2 separate regions of the Gossypium hirsutum genome follow, and region 1 is linked to region 2. A link is a contact called in public Hi-C data. All regions are on one chromosome and are shown on one strand. Each heading gives the region's core, a stretch centred on a gene start, on an enhancer-like site or on the middle of the called end of the contact. The rest is flanking DNA. Distances are from core to core; before and after follow the strand shown. Region 1 has its middle 5.2 kb from the start of LOC121219083. Region 2 holds the start of LOC107954353 (probable protein disulfide-isomerase A6).

What was found. A called contact is a pair of places that touch in the nucleus more often than the background predicts.
Region 1: a contact with region 2 is called in a Hi-C map of leaf, with 2.3 times the contacts expected there. The contact joins the enhancer-like site here to the promoter of LOC107954353 in region 2. A contact is called at or near these places in 5 of 34 Hi-C or Micro-C datasets (callus, leaf and seedling).

Annotation. Positions count from the first base shown.
Region 1 is chrD07:20,511,911-20,514,650 of Gossypium_hirsutum_v2.1, forward strand. No RefSeq gene overlaps it. Among protein-coding and RNA genes, the nearest start is that of LOC121219083, 5.2 kb to the right of the region's middle. Within about 2 kb of position 1,416, at least 3 of the 9 cell types and tissues checked have an H3K27ac peak or open chromatin away from gene starts, as enhancers often do. A contact at or near this core is called in leaf, where this site is marked.
Region 2 is chrD07:20,450,020-20,452,719 of Gossypium_hirsutum_v2.1, forward strand. LOC107954353 (probable protein disulfide-isomerase A6) reads right to left here and starts at 1,311. Exons shown (of 10, transcript XM_016889887.2): 1 at 1,116-1,311; 2 at 794-878; 3 at 612-709; 4 at 468-523; 5 at 285-402; 6 at 158-185; 7 at 1-63. The coding sequence starts at 1,261.

The sequences.
Region 1 (2,740 bases), core at 166-2,665, 62 kb after region 2:
ATAAATTTAAAAGTGCATCTGTTAATCGCAAAATCAATTTTGATTTTGATTTAAAACGTTAAGAGATACTTTTGAACAGCAAAAGAAATGCTATCTCTTGGGGAAAAAACTAGTTTGTTTCATTGCTTCCTTGAAATTAAGAGATACATTTGACTTATTCTTTTACTCTTTTTTTTTTTTTTACAATTGTGATTAGAACCCAGATTAATTTGAGAAAGAGAGTAAACTGCATTTAATCTATTAAATGTTTGTAGTACGGTCAAATTCTATTATTAGTCTATATGTTATATTTAAGTTGTGGATTTAATTCATATCCTTTAATTTAGAGGTGTTCATGGGTCAGGACCGACTCAGCCTAAGCATGATACTAACATTCTTTATACTTGCCCAAACCCAGATTGGCCCGAAATATGGACCTAAAAGTTTGCTCAAACCCGCTCATATTTGCAAAAGACTAACCCAAATCTATTTTAGGCCCGCTCATATTATTTTTTAAGTTTTTTAAAAAATTAAATTAAATTATTTTAATATTTAATAAAATATTATATTTTTATTTATTTATTGAAAGTTTTTATATAGTGATCTTAACATTATTTTAATGTTTATAGAGTAGTATTATATATTTAGTATAGGTTTATTTTTTTAATGTGCTCTAAATTACATAATAAATGAAAATAACATAATATAAAGTATTATAAACTTAAAAACAAGCTTAATTTTTTTGCCTAAACCTATTTTTCGGACCTAATATTTTTGCCCAAATCCTCTCAAATTTCAAGTGAACCTTCGGGCCTGGGCGAGTAACTCGACCCAAGAACAAGTTACTTTAATTTGGTTAATTTTAATTTTATACTTTTTTTTTTAATTTTGAAGTTTTTGCCATGATTCAAGTAGTAGCTATTAAATCTATTAATTAAAATAACATAATCTTTTTTTCTAGTATTATGGGGGAGGTAACAAGCTTGGAAGAAACTTTACCCCCTTATCTAAATAGAATAATTACAATTATAGCCTTCGGAATAATTAATCAGTTAATTTAAGCTGTTTAACTTTTTTATTAATGAGAAAATGACATTTTTGCCCCATCCCATAATTAGAAATCCAGTTTAAACCCTTTAACAATAATTTCTTAGCTTCGGCCCTCTTAACATTTTCGAAATATCAATTTTAAGATCATTAACACTGAATTTTCAAAATTTTAAAAATAAAGAAACTAAAAATATCTAAGCTAAAGAATCTAAATCCACGTCTTACATAAGGATTGGTAATAAAATTTGACACATATATAATTATAAAGCCACATGAATCATATTAATTAATAGTTTACAAGTTGATAAGCAGGCTGTGTGTGGCCGTGATTGGGTGGAGCCAAACCGGGCCAACGCACAGTTTAATGTAGGATCTTCCCATCACCTTTGAACGATCCCGTCATAACTGGACTGTGATTGTGCATCCTTCACACGTAGGACCCAAAAAGTACCCCAATACTCCAGAAAGTCACAGATGAGTTTTGTATATTAATAACAATACTTGGTGGTTGATAGTTATTTAATATTTTTAAATAGAACCCACATCTTATTTGATATCATTTATTATGTTTTAGAACAGGGTATATACCTGGCATGTTCTGTGCATGTTATGGGTTTTTTATAAAAATTATATTAAAAATAATTAATTACAAAAATAGTATTGAATCTAGATTTTTTATAAAAATGAATATTTTTATAGTAATTTTGAGTGTCGTTTGACATATTGGTGACACGGTAATTTTTTTAAAATTGATAAGGAAAAAAAAGGCTGAAAATGTGAATATATATTAAATTAGTGCCGTCAATATGTCAAACGGCAGCCCTTGATTAAATAATAAAAAGTTGATTTCCTCTCTTTTTTTTTTTCTTTTCTTTGGTCTGGTAAATGCAAGCAAAAAAGAAAAGATGTATATAGAAATGGAAATGTAGGGAAAATGCATTAAAAACCTAGAAGTAGAAGTGGTTTTAGGAAAAGTGAGGTGAGTGGTATTTGAAGAATATGTTATCGAGCTGCCATTGACTACTCTAAATGTTTCCTCGTTATTGTCTGATGTTGGAACCACAATTTTATAAGATTAAAAATTGAATTTTTTTAATCAAAACCAACTTAAAAAAAAAAAACTTTTTCAATATTTTTACCTATCAATTTAATAAAACTCTATTTTTATAAATAATCTAGATTCAATAATCTCTATATATACCAGTTGTTTTACTTAAGCGATCCAAGTGTTTGAAATATTGTGATAGGGTGAAAGATTGAAGGAAAAATCTCTTATAACTTCGATTCTAAACCTACCCTTGGCCACATTTATATATCTTAATAGAGTTCATTTTATCAACATGCAACTTTGTATAAATTCGAATTGAGGTAAATTTTAATTTTATATATTAATTTTGATTTAATGTATAATTGTATACATGAATTTTAGTTTGATGTAATTATACATATAAAATTTTAATTGTGATTAAAATGTATGCTTGAAACTTTGATTTTGAATTAATCATACACATTTAAAAAAATACATCAATTTATTATTATATTGAATAAATATAATTATTTATATATGCAATATATAAACATAATATAATATTATATCAATAACTATATTAATAATTTACAAGAATTTACAACGAAATTGAAATACAACGAGATTGAAAATGGAAGAAAAAAATTGTTTTAGGTTATGTTATAATCAAACATAAAGAATTTC
Region 2 (2,700 bases), core at 61-2,560:
ATCTAGATTGGATATCACTACATCTTCTTCCAATTTAAACGCTGTAGCTACCTTCTCATAAATCTGTAGGGACAAAGACAAAGGGTTAGAAAGGAAATCACCACTTGGAACCAAAACGTTCATGCTGCCTTCATTAAGCATCGATATTGATGATTACAGGAGCGAGGCTTTTGCAATGACCACACCTGGCAGAAAACCAATACAAAACTTGATCAGACCACTTTTTGCAGAAAAGATTGAAGCAAAAGAATATCAACAACAAAACAAAAAAGCTGCATGCTTACCAAGGTGCATAAAACTCAACCAGCACATCTTTGGTCTCATCAAGGACAATCTCATTAAAATTATCAGCATTTAGCACCACAACACTGGATGGCAAAGTGGCAATCTTCACATTGGTCCCTATAAAACAAGACATTAGCAAAGCAAAATCCTAGTGGGTTTAGACATTGGTCCCTATAATCTACCTCCTTCACTGTTTACGAACTCAGAAAGGGACTCTGCAGTGCGTGGTCCTACATACCTGGATAGAACAATTTTTATCTACTAAGAGCATGTTTTAAATAAAATGTGGATTCCAATATTAAAACTTAAACAAGACTAAAACTCACTTTTTAGGTTCCAAAGAGCCTTTAGGAAACCACTGAATGGTTGGGTAGCCTTGAACATCATACTTGTTGCATACACTCTTATGCTCATCACAGTCCACCTACAATGGCATCAACAAAAGAAAAGAATTCCAAATAAAACCAATTGCAATATATAGCAAGAAAAACTTCATTATATCGCTAACCTTTCCAATCAAGACGGACTTAGCCCTCTTGAAATTAGCCCCAAGCTTCTCAAACTCAGGAGCTAGCTTCTTACAGTGACCACACCTGCAATTGGATAAATATATGATTTTGAGAATATAAATAGCTCGAAATGGAATTTAAGGAAAAAAATCGTTTGATCCTAATAAACAAGCATTAAAAAACCAAGGGAAAAAGAAAAAAATCATGGACGTTGTCGTCACATTGGTGTAGCTGAAGATGGATCTAAGGAGCGATTAATGTAAAAACACCAAAAACGTAAAGCATGAGATTAATAAAAAAGAGGGCGATGAAGAATGTAACCAAGGGGCATAGAACTCGACGAGAGCTCCTCGGTCGTGACCAACTTCTTTGTCGAAGTTTTGTTGGGTTAAAACGAGGACGTCGTCAGCCAAGGCTGATGAAGCGAATAACAAACCCAAGGTTCCGAACGCTAACAACATCTCCATTTCTTGTTTATCCTTTGTTTCTAGTTTTCTATCGACAATTACGATACCAATTTGTTATAGTAACCATCTTTATTTCGGGATAAAATTTTGGAAAAGGTTGGGCTTTGGTGGACTTAAAGCCCAATCACTGAATGGGGGACTCTCCTTCAAACTTAAAACCCAACCTGTCATAAATGTTAGTTACATAGCTCATCTTTTCAACTCCTTTGTTTTTATTTGTATCAACACAATCGCAAAAAATATTAAATTGATCATTCTTCTAAAAATTTTATTCATTTCTACTATTAAAAACTGGTCTTTATATATTAGTATGAGATACATGTCATTGTCTGATTTTTTTATCAGTATTTAACAATACAAGTTGATAAAATTTTTAACAGAAATGACTAGTTTACTTTTTTTAATAGAAGAGGTATAATACGATCTGACTCTTAATATAAAGACTTTTCGTGATATTTTTACCAAAAACTAATGCCAAAAAGATAGTTAAATTTATTTCACAACTTAAAAAGATTTTTTTTAATATAACAAAAAATTAAAAATATCAATTTAATAAATTTTTTATTCTTTACCACTATTTAAACTATTAAGCATTTCACTTTGATAAAATCAATTGAAAAGTCCATAAAAGAGAAAATACAAATTCTTTTTGCTCTTAAGTAAATAATTATTATAAAGAAAAAAGAAAAAAAATAAAGAAAAAGAATGTTAAAAGAAAGAAAATAATGTATAATAAAGGAAAGTAAAATATTTAAAATCTTTTTTTTTTGTTAAATTATGGAAAACAAAGAAAATGATTGGTTATAATTTTTCTCAGTTAATCTTTTCATAAAATAATTTATGCTAAAAATAATAAGATAAAAAATGTACTTTTGTATATTAAAATAAACCTCACTTTTCTTTCCATGCTTTTTCTTAAAACTGAGGTAAATAAAAATTGATGCTATATTTGGTTGGATTTTTTTTTCTTCGGAATGAAAATTTTTAATCACCCACATGACTTGTTTCTGGTAAAGAGTAAATTTTTTTAACTTATTTTGAAGATGTTTTATTTTTTACAAGAGTTTTTGTAAAATATAATCTGAGACGAACAAAAAAGACTATTTTTATAGTTTACCTTTATTTTATTTTATTTTCAATTAAAGAAAATCCAAAAAGTAGAGACGTAGAGAAATTCATATTATGTATTAAATTCAAGAAGGGGACAGCTCAAGGAGCAGTAATAGACAAGAATTTGTAATTATTCCCCCCCCCCCCCGCCTTTTTAATGCTTCAATATCAAGTATTGATGTGCGTTTCAAATTAGAGTGCTAGATGTTTGTGTGGACTGAACTCAGTATATCCCTTGTTTACACTCAAAATTAAGTTTCGGCCCTTGTATTACACTTAAATTTGAGATTTAATCTCTATATTTTGATTTTAGATATAATGTCGTTAGT